Linked DNA regions of Muntiacus reevesi: region 1 is linked to region 2. Evidence: chromatin contacts called from public Hi-C data. All regions are on one chromosome and are shown on one strand. Each heading gives the region's core, a stretch centred on a gene start, on an enhancer-like site or on the middle of the called end of the contact. The rest is flanking DNA. Distances are from core to core; before and after follow the strand shown.

Region 1 (4,878 bases), core at 2,232-4,731, 170 kb after region 2:
ATTTACTTTTCAGACCATGTAATTTGCATTCTTTACTCTCCTTCATCTTTACTGTTTTTCTCTGTTTTTAAAAAATCACTGTGCTGAAACATTGACATTACAAGGTTTAAACAAAATGCTCTGTGTACTATGAACTTTATATACTTTCATTCATTCACTCAATAACCATTTATGAAATATTCATTAAGTGTTAGGCACTAGGGTTTTGTTGTAGACACAAAACACAAGGTTCCTTCCCTCATGGAGCTTACATCACAGCTAATGTGTGGATGTTGTTGTTGGCAGAGATAGACCACAAGCAAGTAAACAGAAAAATGAACAAGATATTTTCAGATAGTGATAAGTGCTAAGGCAGCAGGAAGACACCTTGTGGGTGACAGAGAAGGAGGGATAATTTAGAAGGGGAAGTTCTCCTTGTTGAGCTAAGATATGAATGTGGGACAAAGCCACTGACAAACGCATGACTTACAATGATATGAAACAAGCATCTAAAATTTTTCATTTCTAAATGCAAAATCATTCTCTCTCCTACACAAATGATGAAGGTACTAAAAAGGGCTTTCCAGGTGGTGCTAGTGGTAAAGAACTTGCCTGCCAATGCAGGACGCATAAGAGATTCAGGTTTGATCCCTGGGTCAGGAAGATTCCTTAGAAGAGGGCATGGCAACCCAAACCAGTATTCTTGCCTGGAGAATCCTATGGACAGAGGAGTCTGGAGGGCTACAGTCCATAGGGTTGCAAAGGGTCAGACATGACTGAAGTGACTTAGCATGCATGCATCAACTTAAAAAAAAAACCTTACAAGTGCTAAAGGTAAACAGGTTTAGGAATACTAAAGATTAGATTGTCTGCAAGATTTGAAACTCAAACAGCTCCCAGTAGATGTATCTTAAAAAAAAAAAAAAATTCGGACACTGTTTTTGCAGAACCTCTATTCTAGCTTCTTTTATATATATATATATATATATATATATATATATATATATATTTTTTTTTTTTTTTTTTAATTCTAGTTTCTTTTGGGAAATGGAATGTTTGACTAATCTCACTTGACTGATAGAGTACATCATGATCAGCAAACTGGAAAGGGGAATTCTGTTACAGAAATGAATTCATTTTAATTATTCTTTGCAAAAAGCTCTTTTATATTTGTGATTCATAATCTTGTAGAATCACACATGTGCAAGAAGGGGAAGTTGGCATCTGCCATGAGCACAGCAAATTTGATTATATGTTCCAGGGGCTAGGTCACACTTATTCATTCTGTGTTCATAATTGGCTCCCTCAGAAACAGGAATGCTACTCATCTAGTGACATGAATTTAAAATACACAGGGTTTCAGATTTGGTCTCTGATTAAAAAAGAGACTACCAAATTTTATTTATAAGAATGATTTCTGAAAAATTAAACTTGATTCTCACTTTGACATCATCATGCCACTCAATAGAGCCAAGTTCTTTTGTATCTCTTTAAAATTTGAGGAGTTGAAATTGAAAGAAAATAACAAAGCATACAGGAGAGGAAAAAGTCACCACGAGATGGCTTAATGTTAAAAAATGTGATATTAATTTGGGAGCCAATGAACTTTAAAAAAAGGGAATCATGCATGAGTAATAAGGAGTGGGATCTGGACCCAGACAGGAAATCCAGCCTCAGAAATCTAAGTATAAACAGGAGGTTGGGGGAGGAATGGAAACTTTCAGGGGTATTGTAATTAAATGACCCCAGGTCCCTTCTAGCCTCACATACCTGATTCTAAGAGTGCTGCAAGAATGTATTAGCTTGTTTTTAAAAGTGGTGATGCTGAAATATAATATATAGGGGCACAAAATCCACCCATTACGTGATACAATTCAAGGATTTGCAATGAATCGTAAAGTTGTGCAGTCATCACCATAATCTAATCTGCTTGTGAGGTAGAACCATTTCATTTTTCTAGTATAAAGGTACGTAGTGACTCATTAAAACTGTAGAGCAAGTTTCAAGGATGCAAAGGTGACTCACTGAAAGTACGTGTAACAGACACGTGTTGGCAGCTGCTCTACTGAAATAGGGAGAGAGAAGGGGAAGGTGGTGGTTGGAGGCAGTGTGGAACAATGGTTACCACCACACCCTTAAGTCAGATTGCTGAAGTTGAGATTCTGGCATTCTTACTTCCTTAATAGATGTCTGACTGCAAACAAATTACTTGAACCCTGTGAGCCTCATTTTACTCATCTGTAAGTTAACAGTATCTACTTCATGGGGTTACGAAGGATAGATGATGTAAATTAAACAAGGGGCTCAGGATAGTCCTGGAGCATAGGAAGTACTCAATAAATGTTAGTAATCTTTGTAGTTGTCGCTGGATGACCATTAAATGCCTTTCATGAGCCAGACACAAAAGACCATGTGCCCTATGATTAACTTATAGATATGAAATTCTAGAAAAGGCAAGATGAAGTGATAGAAAGCAGATCAGTGGTTGCCCCAGGCCAGAGAGTGGGTGAAAGAAATTGACAGCAAACAGGCACAGGGAACTTTATCAGTGTGTTCTAAAATATGATTGGAATGGTGTTTTGTAAACATTTATCAAATTAGCAGCTTAAAACTGGTGAATTTTATTGCATGTAAAATAAAGCTGACTAATGCCCCCCTCAATACTCCCAAAATTCAGCTCATAATTTTTCAGTTGTGTTAGACACAGGAATCAATTTCTAAAGGAAGCCAGTAAATATTTTTTGAGCACCCACTGCAAGGCACTGTTCTAGGTGTTGGGAATACAACTTTGAAGAAGACACAGCAACCCATCCCTACTCTCATGGGTATATAGATCAAGCACGATTTACGCACATATGTTTGGGATTACAAAAGGGTTCATTGTGACAGAATATTGGAAGAAGAGAACTCTAAGTTGCATAAATATCTGTCTCATGATTTTTAATTTATTTATCAGACATACACAGAAGCAAACACATCATCCCTGTATGGGAAGACGATGTCCCTCACCTAGTGTCTGGGTAGGTGGAATGACAAAGACCTCTGGGTGACTGGTGACCTTGACGCGAAGTTGCTTTCTGGCCTCACCATTTGCGAGACGCAGTGCCCACTTGGCGAGGGAAGGGACTTGGCATTGGCTCAGGACCAGGTGGACGCTTCAAATGGGCCTCGGGGATAGCGTGGCTTTCATTTTGGCCACGCTAAGCCGGTGCTCCCTTGGCCGCTGGCGAGCAATAGCCTCCGCACAGAGCGCTAGAATACTCCTAGGTATTCAATACCTTCCCACAGGGTGGGCGAGACCTGCCAGGTTCGCGAGTGACTCCGCCCACAAAGTGACTCCGCCCACGGAATGACCGCCCAAGGGGATCCGAAGTGGATGCTGTCTGGAGGTGGAGACGCGTTGCAAGAATCTGATTGGCTTCTCTAGTCAGAGCCTCGTAGAGGGTGGGGCGAGGCCTGCAGGGGGCGGAGCTTATGTCGAGGGGGCCACCCGGCGCCGGCTTGAGAAATGGATGCTCGGCGGATGTGCAGGCGCCGGGGGCGGGGAAAGCACTTGCTCAGCCGCGCGCTGGCCCCGCCTGGGACCCGGCGGGAGCGCTGGGCCGCCCTCTTCCTCCCGTGCTGGCGCTGGGCTGAGAAACTGAGTTGGTCCTGAGCTCCCTGTTTGGTTTTTGGGCGGCGGCAGCCGGAGGAGGAACATGGCGCTCGTCGGCAACGGAGCAGAGTTGGAAGTGGACGAGGTACTGACCGGTGGGGAGTGTGGGCACTACCCCTGGAGCCCGGGAGGGATGAGCGAGCTCGGCAGGGTTGAGCGAGCTCGGCAGGGACGGCCAAGGCCCCGCCCCCTCGGTTGCCTGTCTGGAACCTACAGTCGCCCGCCCGGAGGAGGAGACGGGGGTTGCGAGTGGGGACACCCGACCTTGGGAAGTCCGTCCCTGCTGGAGCGAGGAGGGTCTCTGCGGCGCTCGGATCGGAGGCGCTGCTGAGGTTCCAGGCATCACGCCTGGGGTTGTGGGAAGCGAGGGCACCGCGACCGGGCGGCTGGTGGAGGGGTGCGAGCATGCGGAGCGCAGGACCCGCAGTATAGAGCAGTTCTGAGCCTTGCTAGGGACGCCTAGGCTTTATGGGGTCTGACCCTGAAGTTCCGACACTGGCGCTTTGGAGTTTGTGGAACCGTCTCCTGATCTGGGAATCTCACCTTCTATGGAAGTTTCCGGTGGCAGAATCGAAGGGCTTGCAGTCGATGAGAGGAGGGGGCCAGCAGGAGGAAGAAGGAGCCCTCGGGGTGTCTGCACCAGCGGGCGAGGCAGAGCTGCCCTTGAGTTGGAGGGCTAGGGGCCTGGAGCAGCAGCCCAGAAATTGGTGCTTTCAACATCAGATTCCCAGAGTGGGTGGTAGACGGAGGGAAGGCGCAGGGAGAACCGACTCCGACCTTCAACTGCGGTCTCTATACTGCCTTTAAATAATTAGCCACTTCCTCCTGTGGCTGGCACGCCGGGGTCTGAGCACCCTCGGGCGCGCGCGCAGGACCTGTTGATTTATTGACTTGCTGCGAGCAGTTGGCAGCTCCGCAGAGACACGCTCTCTTTCTCGCTCTTGAAGTTGAAGCCGCCAGCGGCGGCGGCACAGGCAGCTGCTGCTGCTGCCATTTTACCTGACTTGAATTTTACGAGTCGCTGCCTGAGGAGGCTTCATTTCAAATGATGCAATAGTGGAAGACCTTGGAGTTGACAGGCCTGCCCATCTTTTCAATGTCGGGAAACTCCTCGCAACTAATACTGTGTTTTAAATGTAGCCCTTAAAATAAAACAAAACAAAACCCAAACTCCAGCTCTTTTACACGACTGTCCAGAAGCTTTCTTACAGCCTGTGCCTTCCAAGGAGGACCTCAAGACGACC
Region 2 (4,844 bases), core at 982-3,481:
CTATCTTTATGTTCTCTTGGTAGTGAAGTTGGTCTAATTCTCACCATTCCCACTAAAACAGATGAAAGAAAGTGAAAGTCGCTCAGCCATGTCCATGCAAAACACGGACTATACAGTCCACTGAATTCTCTAAGCCAGAATACTGGAGTGGGCAGCCTTTTCCTTCTCCAGGGGATCTTCCCAACCCAGGGATTGAACCCAGGTCTCCCGCATTGCAGGCTGAGTCACAAGAGAAGCCCCAAAACATGAGGGGATGTTTAGTACATCATTCGTCAAGAAGTTTTTTAGAAATAGTTATGGGGCAATTGAGGACAAGGGATCAATGGTCTGGACATCCTGAGAGTAAGTACCAGCCAAGAAGACAATTCTGTTTTAGATTTCAGAGCTGCTACTGGCAAGAAGTTTTCCTGTCTCACATCTGAGCCCTTCTGTAGGTCATCCAGAACACAATGATCTCTCTTAGTGTGTCTGCACAGATCAGGGGAAAGGGGAGGGGCAGGGAGAATGAAAAGATGAAGACTGTTATTGAGCACTTCCTGCATACCAGACACTACATTAAACATATCTGAGCTCAGTGAATCTTCCCAATACCCTACAGATTATTATGCATGTTTCACAGATGAGAACACTGAGGCTTGGAGAGGCTGAGTAACTTGTGTATAAAGATATCCAGTGGGGGGGTTAGAATTCAAGTTCATATTGTGGCTGACTCCTAAATTCATTCTCTTTCATAACACAGTGCTGTCTTCAATACTAACCACATCTGTAGTATGGGTGTCTATTAGCAAACATATTTCACCTTTTAAAAAGATGTTTGGTTCTTTTATCAAAACAAAACCAAGACAAATGGGCTGAGGCAATCAAATTATTTTAGGATTAAATGAGACTTCAGAGATCCAGTCTATCCTTCTTATCTGACAGATAAGGCATTTTAATGCCCAGGGAGCTTAGGTGATTTGCCTGAGGTCACACAGCTAATAAAAGTCTCCACGAGGACTGATACAGAAAGCTCCAAACTAAAATAACTGCTTTCATCTTTTCTTGTGAAGGTTGTACTGCCTTTGTTTCCTCATTTCATGGGAAACCAAGTTCCTTTCCTGCTCTCTGCTTGTTTTGTTACTAGACACTAACTGTTCAATAAAACAAGTGACAAAAAATGGTAGGTTCTCTCCTTCAAGATTATGAAAACAACTAAATAAACATCAATGTGTAATGTGTTCAAAAGACTTGGACACCAACTGAAATTGGTTCTCAAGTAAATTTAAGTGGTTATCATTGGCGATCTGCTTAAAACGGGGGGGGAGGGGGGTGGAACTGCCTAGGATAAATATCACCTGGAATAAAGAACAGTCAAAAGGAGACTCCACTTCTGCAGAAATCGTACAGCCACGGAGCAACTCAGAGCTCTCTTTTCTCTTAAGAGTCATGAAGTTACATGTACATGAAGCTACAGAAGACAGCCTAGCACAACTCATTCTTTCACTTATCAAACATTTATAAAGTGTCTAGTGTGTGGCTGGCATTTTTATTAAAAGGGATGAAAATGATCTGGTTCTTGTCCTCGAAGGACTTACTGATTCTTGAGAGGGAAAGAGCCCGGCAATCCGGAGTTGTAAACTTAAGAAGCTCCAAGTCCAGGCTCTGAGTCCTGCCCTCTGGACCCTACCCTGTCTTCTGTGTTCTGAGGCAGTGGTCTTTGGCTAGGATGATCCAGAAGCATCTTTCTCCAGGTGGGCGGAAAGGCCCAGCCCAAGGAACTGGAGGCGAGCCCCCATTGACAGAACAGCCTCAAACTAACTCAGGGTCCCTCATAACCTTAACTGCAGCCCCCCTATAACCGTTCCTCTCAACACCTCCCAGCCCGTCTTTCTCCTCCACCCACATCTGATGGTTACCTCAGGGGGCTCCCGCGATCCAAACTGCACAGCCGCGGCCCCTGGGGCAGCTTCAAATCTCAAAGGCAGAAAGAGGCCCCGGCCGACCTCGGGGTCAGAGCAAAAACTGTTGGAACCCGACGGACTCTAGGACCCGGGGAAGGGAAACGAATAGCACAGCGGGGAAAGAAGGGAGACCAGCCCCCGAGCGACTGTGTTTACAACGGCCACTTCCGGAGACTAGACTTCTCTAGCAGACCTCCGCAGACTTTCGGGGGGCCCCTAGCCCCGCCCCGGCCTGCCCCTTTCCTCCCGCCTCCCGCAGCCCGCAGCTCCAGGATACGCACTCGGAGAACGCCGGGCTCGGATTGGAGGATCCGGGCCCGCGGAGCTGCGCGGCCTCACTGGAAGGCAACCGGCGCATGCGCTGTTGCTGGGGAGCGGCGCGCTAGCGATCGCGCGCGGCCCCGCTCCTGGAGCGTCCTTTCCGCGCGTGAGCACGCCAGGTCCCGCGCCCTGGAAGAGTCTCGGCGTGAGGTTCCCGGGTCACATCCTAGAATCCCCAGGGAGCTGGCTGAACAGGCCGGTTTCCAAGCCCTAGCTCAGAAACCCGCCTACTGAATAAAAATCTTAAGAAGTCGAATCCCAGGTGCTCCATATTTACGCTAGCTCCCCTGCCGACCCTTAGTATCACCGCCCTCCTTCGGGGTCCATAGTCTGGAGCCAGGGGGAAATTCTCTGGGCTCGGCTTCTGCACCAGTGGCTGGTTTCCCGCAGTCTAAGCTCCCAACTGCCCGACGCTTCTAGTCCCCTCCTCCCACCCCCATTGTATCCCAGCTTGTGCTTGTAAACGGAGCCGAAAGTGCGGGTCAGTGCGCTGATGCCGTTGCAGCGCCTCTAACTATAAATATTACATAAACAGGTACCTCGCGAAAAAGTCCTCGGAACCTTAGCGTGTGCGCCTGCTTGCTTTCCTGCCCTCCTCCTCTTCCTACGCCCCCACCCAGCCCCGCAACACACACACAACACACGCTTTCCTCGTTGATAATTTACACTTAAGATTTCTCCTGGAAGCCGCTAACGCCTCAGGGAGATTGGAAAACCAAAAGCTCTTTTGTTCCTTGGCTATTGAAAGCCTATTCCCCAAAGAACAGTGCAAACTGGCAGGATTTTGATAAAGGATTTTTTCTTCAGCACCACTACCTTCTCTTCCCAAAAAGGTGTTTAATACAAATCGAGCCTTTTATGCTAAAATAGTCCCGTGTCGATTGTAATCAACCTGAAACCAGGTGTAACAGAGGCCGTCTTCCCCAGGAGAAGCAACGGTCATAAATGCAAATACCAATTGAGATTAAGCCCTCCCTGATTCGTGTAGCACTGAAACTTTAATTGGCTTGAGTTTAGTCATTTAGATTAAGAAAGGAGGCACATCTCACTTCTTAATAGTCTAGGCAGAAAGAAGATAATTGCTTCAAAGAGTTTACGGAAAGGAAAAAATAGCCCACTGTAACATGGAGAAAGGAAAATGGAAGTTACAGCAAACTAACGATATTAGGGCCAATTTTTTTACAAGTTTTAAATATTTATAATTTTTTTTTGTTGTTTTAGCAAAATCACAGAAGTGAATATTGTACAGCAAGAAATACCAAAGGTACCACTGTGATTGTTGTTCAGTCCCGAAGTCGTGTCTCTTTGTGACCCCATGGACTGCAGCATGCCAGGATTCCCTGTCCTTTACCAACTCTTAGAGTTTGCTCAGACTCATGTCCATTGAGTTGGTGATGCCATCCAACCATCTCATCCTCTGTCGCCCCCTTCTCCTCCTGCCCTCAATTATTTCCAGCATCAAGGTCTTTTCCACTGTTAATGTCAACCCTGGACAACCAGAAAAGCTTTATAGAAAGCTTTAAGTTCAATCTGGGAAGATGGTTATAGATTGACCAAGTTAGAAGAAATTGGAAAACATGGAAGTTACAAACATCAGGATAAGGAAACAGCATGAGGCATTTGAAAAACTGAAGAAAGCTCTGTGTGTGTGATCTTGGGGTTGGGAATGTGTTGGGAGTAAGATGACATGGTGGAGATCACAGAGGGCCTTCTAGGTCATACTTGGTTTACCAAGCAACAGAGCTAATGAAGGATGCTGAGCAGAAAGTTCTAATAATTACACAGTAAATCAGATTGTTGGGGCTTCCCAGGTGTCTCAGGCATAAAGAATCCACCTCCCAGTGAAGGAGATGCAGGAGACTTGGATTCGATCCCTGGGTCAGGAAGATCCCCTGGAGGAGGAAATGGCAGCCCACTCCAGTATTTTTGCCTGGAAAATCCCATGGACAGAGGAGCCTGGTGGGCTACAGTCCATGGGGTCACAAAGAGTTGGACACAACCAAGCACACATGCACGCAAATCAGACTGTTACCAAATACTTGGAGATTTTCCATGTGTTTCTAGTAATTACAAGGTCAATTCTGTGTTGTCTCTTGTTTACCTAACATGCTGCTACTTAGGAAAGGTGTAGGAAAAGTTGCTATCTAGCCCACTTTTCTTTTAGCCTCGAGTCACAATAGTCATCTCAGCCTTTCTTTTGAGATATCATTTGATCCATCACCCCTACTCACCAAAACAGCTTCTATAGTCAATAATGACGTCATTACTAGATGCTGGGCTCCTTGATTGCATTGACACTTTGATCGTTCAGACTTCTCTCTAGCATAGGTGAGGGTTTAGGCAGCCTTCTGGCCCTTTTGCTGCTGCAGAGGAAACAGTTAGCCCTTTCTTGCCCCTTAAGAGGATACTTTCTCAGTTTCTGCTCTCAACCTTCATGGTTTACGATATTAGCTTCCTTGGTGATATCATCCATTCCTGCAAGTGTGAACTCTGGGTCCACAACTTTCAGTTTTTTATGTCCACCTCACATATCATCAAATCATAATCTGAACTCTGGTCTTGAATTTTTAACTCTCATTTGAA

What was found. Hi-C and Micro-C count contacts between places; a contact is called where the count stands out from the background.
Region 1: a Hi-C map of muscle shows a contact between it and region 2, with 2.7 times the contacts expected there. The contact joins the promoter of TTC39B here to the promoter of CCDC171 in region 2. A contact is called at or near these places in 2 of 3 Hi-C or Micro-C datasets (blood and muscle).

What each region holds. Positions count from the first base shown.
Region 1 is chr17:27,323,947-27,328,824 of mMunRee1.1, forward strand. TTC39B (tetratricopeptide repeat domain 39B) reads left to right here and starts at 3,482. Exons shown (of 19, transcript XM_065907755.1): 1 at 3,482-3,719. The coding sequence starts at 3,678.
Region 2 is chr17:27,152,021-27,156,864 of mMunRee1.1, forward strand. It overlaps CCDC171 (coiled-coil domain containing 171), which reads right to left and starts at 2,232. Exons shown (of 26, transcript XM_065908260.1): 1 at 2,222-2,232.